Regions from separate parts of the Macaca mulatta genome. Here region 1 is linked to region 2. Evidence: chromatin contacts called from public Hi-C data. All regions are on one chromosome and are shown on one strand. The core of a region is the stretch at or near the end of the contact, and the rest is flanking DNA. Distances in the headings are between cores, read along the strand shown.

Evidence for each region. Hi-C and Micro-C count contacts between places; a contact is called where the count stands out from the background.
Region 1: a contact with region 2 is called in a Hi-C map of cortical neurons, with 2.2 times the contacts expected there. The contact joins the promoter of PAF1 here to the promoter of LRFN1 in region 2. A contact is called at or near these places in 4 of 14 Hi-C or Micro-C datasets (blood, cortical neurons, fetal cortex germinal zone and 1 more).

What each region holds. Positions count from the first base shown.
Region 1 is chr19:50,485,767-50,491,439 of T2T-MMU8v2.0, reverse strand. It overlaps PAF1 (PAF1 homolog, Paf1/RNA polymerase II complex component), which reads left to right and starts at 1,751. Exons shown (of 13, transcript XM_077982693.1): 1 at 1,751-2,020; 2 at 2,671-2,763; 3 at 3,077-3,198; 4 at 3,296-3,362; 5 at 3,459-3,560; 6 at 3,644-3,749; 7 at 3,827-3,895; 8 at 3,977-4,080; 9 at 4,166-4,282; 10 at 4,387-4,515. The coding sequence starts at 1,974. The region is part of intron 1 of GMFG (glia maturation factor gamma); the gene reads left to right. MED29 (mediator complex subunit 29) reads right to left here and starts at 1,502. Exons shown (of 4, transcript NM_001266003.1): 1 at 1,207-1,502; 2 at 335-393. The coding sequence starts at 1,485. LOC144337486 (a long non-coding RNA gene) reads left to right here. Exons shown (of 3, transcript XR_013410671.1): 3 at 1,048-1,414.
Region 2 is chr19:50,437,581-50,443,193 of T2T-MMU8v2.0, reverse strand. LRFN1 (leucine rich repeat and fibronectin type III domain containing 1) reads left to right here and starts at 2,877. Exons shown (of 5, transcript XM_077982640.1): 1 at 2,877-3,127. All of the region lies in intron 1 of GMFG (glia maturation factor gamma), which reads left to right. It overlaps SAMD4B (sterile alpha motif domain containing 4B), which reads right to left and starts at 3,682. Exons shown (of 14, transcript XM_015123901.3): 1 at 3,496-3,682.

The DNA of each region.
Region 1 (5,673 bases), core at 502-3,001, 49 kb before region 2:
TTGAGACCAGCCTGGGCAACATAGCAAGACTCTGTCTCTATAAAAAATCTTACAACTTAGCCAGGCATCTGTAGTCTGTAGCCATGTCTGCAGTCCTGGCTACTTGGGAGGCAGAGGCAAGAGGATCACCTGAGCTCAGGTGTTCAAGGCTGCAATAAGCCAAGATCGTGCCACTGTATTCCAGCCTGGGTGACAGAGGGACACCCTGTCTCAAAAAAAAAAAAAAAAAAAAAAAGTAAATATAGGAGGTGAGGTGGGCAGGGAGGAGAAAGAAAGATGAATTTCAAAGACTGGGGAGGCAACGGAATATCCTGGGAAAGGGGGCTGCACTCACTGTCCATTGTCGATGTTAGTGTTCTGAATCAAGTTTTGTGCTGCAACCTTCATCAAGGTCTAGTCAAAACAAAAACAAAACATGTGGGAAATGGAAAAACAAAAGGGAACACTCTTCCTTAAGATCACTCAATCTCAGGTCTTTTCAACTGGCACCTTCCCTCGTGACTTTCCAAATACTTGTTTCGATTCCTATAGCTGTCACCACTCCATCGTTCCAGAGGTCCGCTCTCACCTGAGCTTCTCGCCAATAATCTAAGCGTCCTCCCTCACCTATCAATCAAGGGCAGAATCTCAGTATAAGCTAGTCCTCTCCTCAGGCTTTAACGACCAGAGCTCAGTTCTCCTTTAAACAACCCCTCACTCCTCCAGCCAGTCCCAGCCTCAACATCAGCGCTGATTCTATCATCTCTGCCGAGCTTCGCTTAGGTCTCGCATAAAACAACAGGTTTTTTTTTTTTTTTGGACGGAGTCTCGCTGTGTTGCCCAGGCTGGAGTGCAATGGCACGATCTCGGTTCACTGCAACCTCCGCCTCCTGGGTTCAAACGATTCTCCTGCGTTAGCCTCCCGCGTAGCTGTAATTACAGGCGCGCGCCACCATGCCTGGCTAATTTTTGTATTTTTAGTAGAGACGGGGTTTCACTAGGCTGGTCTAGAACTCCTGACCTCAAGTTATCCGCCCGCCTCAGCCTCCCAAAGTGCTGGGATGACAGGCATGGGAACACAGGCGTGCGCCGCCGCGCCAGGCCAAAACAGCAGGTTCTACTTCTCTTTCTGCCTAGCACTCTCTCCGACTAACCTGGCCCTCGGCCCGCCCCTCTGAAGTTAGACTACCAAATGCAGTTTGCTTCTCGCTGCTTAAGGCCAATCACCTGTAGACTCTCCTTCAGCTGCGGGATGAGCATCTTATAACGCTGCACAGGATCGAAGTCCTGTTGCTGTTGCTGCAGCAGGCCGCTCTGGGCAGGGCCCACCAGTTGTGCTGGCGGTTGCGGCTGCTGCTGGGGACCCGGGCCGCCAGCCGAACTAGGACCCGATACACCAGCAGCTGAGGAAGCCGCTGAAGCTTGCTGCTGGGATGCAGCCATCTTTCTCGCGTAGGCCGCCGGAAGTGCGTCACAACTGCGTCTCCCCGCTTTGCTGTTCGACATCCCTATTTCTAGTCCCCGTTTGCTAGTTATCCCACCTCGCAGGCAATTAAGCCAATGGAAGGGAAGGAGGTGCTCCTACGTTACGTTACTCTCAAATCCGAGGTCCAGACTGAGATCTTTTCACCAATCACAGAAGCACCTCTCTCCCTTGCTCCGCCCTTCACCCAGACGCTCGCCAATCCGTGTGTGGTTCCGTTCCGGACTTCATTTCCCCGAAGGCGTCGCGCCGTGAGGAGCCCCGTTGGGTCCTCAGCGTCTTGGCGGCAGTTGGTGGAACAGGAGCTTCGAGTCCGTCCCTGGTGCTGCCTGCGCGTTCACCTGAGTCTCGCTGGAGCACTTCTTGCCCGCCCACCTCATCTCACTTTCCGCGGGGAGCGGCGCCAACCTGGGCCTGCCTCGGATCAGGCGTCCCCTGAAGTCGGCACGCCCCTCCGCGTCCCCCTTCGGCCCCGCTAGGACCCCGTCCGGGCTGCCGTCGCCTCGTCGCTATGGCGCCCACCATCCAGACCCAGGCCCAGCGGGAGGATGGCCACAGGTAGGCGCCACGGTTTTCTGTTTCAGCAAGGTGGGGGATCGGGATAGGGTTTCTGCTGGACAACGTCACCAGCCCCCAGGTCTGCCCGTGACGTCATGGAGCGCTCACCTTTGACGAAGGGAGCGGGTTCCTTCTGAGATTCAGGTGTTCCCCTCCTCCCCGCCGTGCACTTCAGGGATTAAGCTTTTGGAGACTCTCCAGAAGGGATCCTTCCAGTCAAGCGTTTGGAGACCCCTCTTCCAAAGACGATTGAGTACATGGTTCTTTATTAAAGCACTTGAAGCCATCCCCTGCAAAAGGGATGGAGCACTTGGCCTTGTTCATTAAAGCTTTTGGGGGCTCTTCTTTCTAAATAAGTTGAACATTTGTTTCCCTCCATTAAAGCATTTGGACACCCCCCACCACCAAAAGAAACCAGCATTTGTCATCCCTCCTTCTACTTTTTGAAAGGTTGGGGAAGCCTTTTTCATTCTCCTGTCAATCCCGTCCTCTCCACCTATCACTGTCTTTCTTCTCCACTAGGCCCAATTCCCACCGGACTCTGCCTGAGAGGTGAGCCTCACTGTGCTTTCCCAGGAGCGGTGGGGCAGTGGGGCTGGGAGCAGAGGTGGGGCAGCGGGGACCCACTTTTGAGCCACTAACGTTCCTAGGTCTGGAGTGGTCTGCCGAGTCAAGTACTGCAATAGCCTCCCTGATATCCCCTTCGACCCCAAGTTCATCACCTACCCCTTCGACCAGAACAGGTGAGACTAAGAATGGGAAAACTATTCAGGTATGAGTTATTTGAAGGCAGGGACTGCTTGTCTCGTCGGCTGCTGTTTGCTCAGGGCCTAGCACAGTACCTGCCTAGCACATAGTAGTAGCTGCTCAATTGTTTGTTAATGAATGGAGCAAGCAGTGTCCAAGTCCCTTCCCACTGGGGAGCCAGCTTTCAGACTCCGCCATGGGGGACACTTCATTCTGAGTTCCTCCCCAAAGAAGCTTCGCCTCTGAGAAGCAGGGCTGTGAGGGGTGAAGCTGGAATCCAGACACCACAAGAGGTGTTTCCCCACCCAGGTTCGTCCAGTACAAAGCCACTTCGTTGGAGAAACAGCACAAACATGACCTCCTGACTGAGCCAGACCTGGGGGTCACCATCGATCTCATCAATCCTGACACCTACCGCATCGACCCCAATGGTGTGTGGGGAGACAGGGAGGGTCTGCTCTAGGGCAGCAAAGGACCTGGGCCTCCTTCATGGTCCTCCTTCCCCCCTCCCCCCGCCCCGCTCTCTAGTTCTTCTAGATCCAGCTGATGAGAAACTTTTGGAAGAGGAGATTCAGGCCCCCACCAGCTCCAAGAGGTGAGCAGGTAGCAAATGGGTGCTGGGGACTGGCTCCGGTGGGCCCTACAAGCAGGAGGGCGGTGGGGTTCTGAGGCACCTGATTTCCTACCCCAGATCCCAGCAGCACGCGAAGGTGGTGCCATGGATGCGAAAGACAGAGTACATCTCCACTGAGTTTAACCGTTACGGCATCTCCAATGAGAAGCCTGAGGTCAAGTAAGTTGCAAACAGGGAGAGAGGGAAGGTGGAGATGCCAGGTGTGTCCAGTGGCCCCTAAAGGCCTTTTTCTTCATTCCTAGGATTGGGGTTTCTGTGAAGCAGCAGTTTACCGAGGAAGAAATATACAAAGACAGGGATAGCCAGATCACAGCCATTGAGAAGACTTTTGAGGATGCCCAGAAATCAGTAATTGAGGGACTGGGATGGGGAGAGGTAAGGGTATGGCTGCAGAGCTGCTCTTCACCCTGTTTTTGTCCCACCAGATCTCCCAGCACTACAGCAAACCCCGAGTCACACCGGTGGAGGTCATGCCTGTCTTCCCAGACTTTAAGGTCAGGCCCAAGGTGGGAGGTAGAAAGGGACAGCCTATTTGTGCCTATTCCCATCTAACCCCAGTGCCTCCATCTCCCTAGATGTGGATCAATCCATGTGCTCAGGTGATCTTTGACTCAGACCCAGCCCCCAAGGACACAAGTGGCGCAGCTGCGTTGGAGATGATGTCTCAGGCCATGATTAGGTAGTTGGTCCTGCTGCCCACCTTGGCCTGCTCCTTGCTGCCTTTTGGCCTCACACTTCATTGCCACTCCTTTTCCCCCAACCAGGGGCATGATGGATGAGGAAGGGAACCAGTTTGTGGCCTATTTCCTGCCTGTAGAAGAGACGTTGAAGAAACGAAAGCGGGACCAGGAGGAGGAGATGGACTATGCACCAGATGATGTGTGCGTGGGTTGGGGTTAAGTTTTGGGGAATGGGAAGTTTTGGAGATTGGGATTGCGATAGGGATAGGGAGGAAATGGGACTGAACCTGTGCCCTCATCCTCAGGTATGACTACAAAATTGCTCGGGAGTACAACTGGAACGTGAAGAACAAAGCTAGCAAGGGCTATGAGGAAAACTACTTCTTCATCTTCCGAGAAGGTGACGGGGTTTACTACAATGAGTTGGAAACCAGGTACTCAGCACACTAATCAGATGATTAGCCTGGATCTGTGCTTCTTAAGACCCTGGGGCATGCAAGAGCCACGCTGGAGGTCCTTTGTACCTAATAATTTGTCATACACATTGGTAAACAAGAACAGCAGATGTTTGATCATGCACATGAGCTGGACTTGGTTCTAATAGGAGAAGCCAGAAAAGAAAATCTTTTTTTTTTTTTTTGTGATGGAGTGTCACTCTGTTGCCCAGGCCAGAGTGCAGTGGTGTGATCTCAGCTCACTGCAACCTCCGCCTCCTGGGTTCAAGTGATTCTCCTGCCTCAGCCTCCTGAGTAGCTGGGATCACAAGCGTGTGCCAGGATGGCCAGCTAATTTTTTTTTGCATTTTTAGTAGAGATGGAGTTTCACCATGTTGGCCAGGCAGATCTTGAACTCCTGACCTCAGGTGATCTGCCTGCCTCGGCCTCCTAAAGTGCTGGGATTACAGGTGTGAGCTACCGCACCCAGCCAGAAAGAAAATCTTAATGCAGAAGACATTTAGAGCTTTTGTGCAGGGTAGAGAGCCAAGTTTCCCAGTATTAGTAACACACTTCATGTGAAAGTAAACATTGCCAAAGTATGGAGTAATATATAAAATTAGCATGATTTTTTTTTTTTTTTTTGAGACAGAGTCTTGCTCTGTCGCCTAGGCTACAGTGCAGTGGTGCCATCTTGGCTCACTGCAACCTCTGCCTCGTGTTCAAGAGATTCCCCTGCCTCAGTCTCCTAAGTACCTGAGTAGCTAGGATTACAGGTGCCTGCCACCACACCCGGCTTTTTTTTTTTTTTGAGATGGAGTCTCGCTCTGTTACCCAGGCTGGAGGGCAGTGGCGCGATCTCTGCTCACTGCAAGCTCTGCCTCCCGGGTTCACGCCATTCTCCTGCCTCAGCCTCCCGAGTAGCTGGGACTACAGGCGCCCGCCATCACGCCCGGCTTTGTTTTTTTTTTTTCAGACGGAGTTTCGCTTTTGTTGCCCAGAGTGCAATGGCGCGATCTCTGCTCACAGCAACCTCTGCCTCCTAGGTTCAAACCATTCTCCTGCCTCAGCCTCTGGAGTAGATGGGATTACAGGCATCGCTACCACACCCGGCTAATTCTGTATTTTTAGTAGAGACGGGGTTTCTCCATGTTGGTC
Region 2 (5,613 bases), core at 1,628-4,127:
TTCCAGTAACTTATAAAGGGTAGATTCCACCTTGTGGGATTCAAAGAACAAGACACGTCGCGTACTTTCAGAGTTCCTAGTCCAGTAAGGGTGAGTGGGCAAGTACATTAAAAACTACAAGGTTGAAGGTGAGCGGTGTTCTAAGAGGTACAATGGGGGTGGAGGGGTCTGGGCAGTAAGACACAGAATGAAAAGACCTCCTGAGGGTGCCTCAAGGGGAGGATGCCTATGTGGAGAAACGGATGGACAAGAAGAGATGGACATGTGTGTTCAAAGAAGCAGCAATTTAAAGAAGCACCAAAGGCTGGGAGTGGGCTGCAGGGATAGCCAGAAAGAGAAAGCACCGAGGAAGATCTGAAAAGAAACCATTCAAAAGTAGAATGGGAAATAACTGCTCAGAGGATGGAGTAACCTTGTGAAGAAGCCAAGATCCTTTCAAGGTAGGTAAGAAATCTTTCTGGAGGATGGGTACTTTGTAAAGGGGATTCCTGGGAAACAGGAAAATAGCAGTGAGCAGTAGGGCACAGAGGCACACCCTGAGGCATCTTTCAGGGGGTTTTTGTGGGGAAAAGGAAATCCTCTTAAAGGGCACAGGTTCTTTTTTTTTTTTTTTTTTTTTTTTTTTTTGAGACGGAGTCTCGCTCTGTCACCCAGGCTGGAGTGCAGTGGCCGGATCTCAGCTCACTGCAAGCTCCGCCTCCCGGGTTCACGCCATTCTCCGGCCTCAGCCTCCCAAGTAGCTGGGACTACAGGCGCCCGCCACCTCGCCCGGCTAGTTTTTTTTTGTATTTCTTAATAGAGACGGGGTTTCACCGTGTTAGCCAGGATGGTCTCGATCTCCTGACCTCGTGATCCGCCCGTCTCGGCCTCCCAAAGTGCTGGGATTACAGGCTTGAGCCACCGCGCCCGGCTGGCACAGGTTCTTAAACTTGTGTGTGCATCAAAATGACCAGGATTGTTTGTTAAAAACTCTGATTGCTGGGCCCTGCTCCCAGGTTTTCTGATTCAGTAGATCTGAGTAGGACTCAAGAATGTGTATTTCTAACAAATGTGGTTGCTGCTGGGCCAGGAACCACACTTTGAGAACCACTGCTATAGTGGAAGGGATTCTTTGGTGAGGAGGCCCTCAAAGGGGAGAAGGAAGAAGGCTTCTCAAAGGGAAATGGGGAAAATCCTGTCTCTAAGGAGGGTGTTAAGTGTCTCTTGATCTTGAAAGGGAAGAGGGGTCTATGAGGATGGGACCTGAGAAAAATGGTCTGAAAGAAAGGTCTTGGAGCATTGGGATTTCAAGGGGGTGGGGAAAGGTGTCTCTCAAGAATCTTTACAAGGAAACATAGAGGCTCTTGAGTGACGAGTCTGGAGAATGTTGGGGGCCTCTGAAGGGATACTAGGAAAAGGGGGCCCCCTGAGAAAGGTCTCTGAGTTGACTTCAGAGGAAAGAGAATGGGGAAATGAGATGGTGTAAATAGGAATTCTAAAGCGAGGGGGTAAATTTGATAGGGTACTGAATAACGTTTCTTGGGGATGTCAGAAGTGGAATCTGAGGGAAAGTTCTGAGGAAGTCTCAGGAAGCGCTAGGAGTGGGTGGTTGATGGAGGGCAATTTGTAAGAAAATTATCTAAAGAGTGTCTGAGGAAGGTGTGGTCTTCTGAGACTGGTCCTGGAGTGGGATGACAGAGTGATCTTTTTAGGAAAAACTCTTCAGAGATCTCAGTTGAGGAGAAACCTGAGTAAAGTCTCCAAAAGAGTACATGGGGAAGGCGGGGTCTTCTGAGTGTCAGAGGAGTGGGTTTTTCAGAAAGAATTCTAGGACTTTCTCAGAGCAGGAGCTCAGAGGGTTATTTTGGGGGGAAATTAGGTGTGTGTGAGGGTCTTCTTCAGGGGATTCTAGAGGATTTAGGGGACCTGTGTGAGCAAGTTCAGGGAGTGACATCTCCAGAAAAGTCCCTTAGTAAGGCAGAAGTATTGATTCAAGGGGTTCTGGGGGTGTCAGGAAGGTCTTGGAGGGATTTCAAGAACAACATCAGGAGGGTTCCAGGGGTTTGCTGGAGTCTCTAAGCTGTGTGTGTGTGTGTGTGGGGGGGGGGGGTCCTGAAAACCTGCATCTCAGAGGGGTCACCAAGAGAATCTTACGGTCTTACAGGGGTTGTGAGGAGGATCTTTAGAAAATTCCTCTAAAACCGGTCTGCAAGGGGGGATTCTGAAGTGTAAGTGAAGGGGAGTTCTAGGGGATCTGAGAGATAAACCATGAGGAAAGTTTTCAGGATCCTTAAACCATTTTTGGAGCGTGTGATGTGGGGGACTGGAAAATATGTGGAGTATGTAAAAGGGGTTTTGGAAGAAGCTTTTGAAATATGAAATTGAGAGTCCTCTGGAGATTTCAGGCAATCGCTGGAGACTTTAAGAATGAGTGGGGGTGGGGAAGGGGGTCCCGGGGAAGATGGTTGGGCTACCTGAGGGTGATCTCTAGGGCATTTCAGGGTGGTGAGACCAGGGGGAGACAGGAGGCCTCTGGGGGAGACTTTTGGGATCTGTGGAAAGATCCAGAGGGATACGTGAAGGGGGAGTGTGTATTAGAGAAGGTTGCAATATGGTGGGGAGTGGGATGGGGTCTTCCAGGTGAGTTTTCGGGATCTGGGGGCATTTCAGAAAGTCTGTGAGGAAGATTTATTTTGGGGATATGGGAAGGAGATCTTCAGGGAAGATGATCAGGGTTCTTCGGGGGCATTCTGAAGGACTTCTGGGAGGGGGACTCAGAAATGCAGGGGGTATGAGCGGAAAATCTCCAAGGAGGTTTCTGGAATGGGGTAAGTAGGAGGGAAAATTCTTAGGATCTGGGAGGGGGAAGTCGGGGGTGAGCCTGTTGGGCTGTGAGAGGCAGGGCTCTGGGGGAGAGTTCTGGAACGGACAGGGGTCCGGAGGGAGCCTTGGGGAGGTGTGCAGAGCTCGTGAGGAAGGCTCCTGGAGCAGCTATGAGAGCCACGCTGTGGAATGGACGAGGAATGGCCTCCGAGGACTATTTCTGGAGACAGGAGGACGACGGGGGCTTCGGGGCCAAAGAGTGGGGGTCTGCAAGGAAGGCTGCCGAGACCCTCGAAGGGCTCGGGGAGGCGGCTCCACGGGAGAGGTGGGTTCTGCAGGGACCTTTCGGGGCGCACACGGGGGCTCGGCAGGGTTTCCGGGGCTCTCCGAGGAGGATGTGCGTGGGGTCCTGAGGAGGGGCCCCCGGCCCGGCCCTTCGGCAATCCCGAGGGCACGGGGAGGATTTCGGAGAGAAGCTTCTGCCAGGGCCCAGGAGGGAGACTGGGGACGGGCGCGGGGCTTCTCCCGTGGGCCCGACCCCCGAAGCCCGCGCTCCGCACCCGCCCGCCGCCGCCGCCCGCGGTTCGGGGTCCCTGAGGGGGCGGGGCCGCCCGCGCGGCCTGGGTCGCCCTGAGGGGAGCCCCGCGCGCCCTGACCCGCCGCCGCCCCGCGCCGGCCCGGCCCGAGACTCACCGCCTCGGCCTTCGCCACCACCGCCGCCGCTCGGGCCTCCTCAGGCCACCGCTGCCGCCGTCGCCCCCTCTCGGGCCCGCAAGCTCCCCTCCCTCCTCCCGCACCGACCACCGCCGCCGCCGCCGCCGCCGCCGCCGCCGCGCTGCGTCACCGCGCCGTGCGTCACCGCCCCTGGCCCCGCCCCGACGGGGGCCGCCGCGCGCCGGCATTAGCTCACGCCCGGGTGACGAACGGCGCGCCAGCCAACGGGCGGCGAGGGCAGCCCGAAGGGCGGGAGGTGTGAGCCGAGTAAGGCGGGGTCCCGGCGAGGAGAGGAGCGACGGTGGTGGAACGGGACCCAAGAGGCCCGCCCCCTCCTCGGCGGGATTGGTCGGACGTGGGGGTGACGGGCAGTCGGTCAGGCCTGGGGTTTGGGGCTGGGGGGCGGGGAGGGGGCGGGGCGCGCGCGGCGTTGCCTAGGGTAACGGGCCCGGCGGAGCCTGGGATTGGGCCTCCAGGCCCGCAGGGGGCAGGCTCGCGCGCGTCCACCCCAGCTGCCCGGAGCGAAGTCGCAGTTCCCGATTCAGACGTTCCAGTCCTCCTCTTCCCCGCCCCTTGGGTGGCCCGCCCCACCCAACGCTGTCCCCGGTAGGCGTCTGCACTCGGGCTTTGGGGGGCTCGGCTTTCTCATCGCGCTGTTCTGAGCCTGCCGCTTGCTCTCTCCGATGGGAATGGCGAGGCGAGATCTAGCCGTTAGGGTGGGAAGCGAATGCACAGAAAGCGCTCGGGATCAAGGAGGCCGCCAATAAACGGGAGTTGTTGCTATGACTTTGGTTGTGATCTGGGCGTTCCACAAACTGTCTTGGGTCTGGGTGAACTAATCAGAGGGATCTGTGTTCAGAAGGCTCTCGGTGACAGAGATCTGGCTTGTTACAGGCACTCAGAGAGCCAGTCGGGGTCGAGGGTCGAGTTGAAGACAGGGAGGGGTGAGGAACGAGCAGAGGCCAGTTGTTTGGCCACTTGAGAGAGTTTGGACTTGTCCCGAGGGCACTAGGGAGCCCTGAAGGGCTTCAAGCCGGGGAGGATCATGGTGAGTCGGGGGTTTTGGAGAGCTGTCTCTCTGGCTTATACATGGAGGGCGGATTGGAGGGAATGAAACGGGGTCAGGAGTCCAGGAAGACAGCTGGGGGAGGAGTTGGGGAAGAAAGAGGGGGGTTTGCACAAGGGAGGGACTGTGGGGAGGGAAGGAGGTGCAGGTGGGAGGGACGCCCTGGAGGCAGAGCAAACGGGCCCTGAAACTGGCTGGCCATGGAGTGGAAGGGGGAGAAAAGTTTAGAACCAGGCCCTCTGGCCGGGAGATTGGGCCCCAGAGGAGAAGCAGGTTGGGAAGATACTAAGCCCAATGTGGATGCCTAGCAGCGAGGTCCAGGAGGTACACAAACCCCGGGTCTGGAGCTTAAGAGAGAAATTGAGGCTGGAGACCAAGATTTAAGAATCGTCAAAGATGGTAATTGAGGCTGTGGGAGTTAGGGGTCTAGCGCGGGGAGGGTGTGAAGGATCATTGGAGACAGGGAATGAACAGAACTCTGAAACGGAGAGGCAGGATTTGAGCAAAGGAATTGACACTGTCGATGAATATTGAAAAGGGCAGCCAGAGAGAGGAAGACCAGGACAGTGTGGCATAGACGCTTTGAGGAAAGGCCATTTCACCAGGGTGGGGCCATGTCACAAACCCCATCCACTACCTCCTGCATTTAAGCAACAGCCTTCACACTGTATAAAATGATTGTGCTTGATAACTGCTGGTTCATTAATTCATTCAATAATATTTCTTGCCGGGCGCGGTGGCTCACGCCTGTAATCCCAGCACTTTGGGAGGCCGAGGCGGGCGGATCACAAGGTCAGGAGATCGAGACCACGGTGAAACCCCGTCTCTACTAAAAATACAAAAAATTAGCCGGGCGCGGTGGCGGGCGCCTGTAGTCCCAGCTACTCAGGAGGCTGAGGCTGGAGAATGGCGTAAACCCAGGAGGTGGAGCTTGCAGTGAGCCGAGATCGTGCCACTGCACTCCAGCCTGGGCCACAGAGCGAGACTCCGTCTCAAAAAAAAAAAAAAAAAAAAAAAAAAAAATATATATA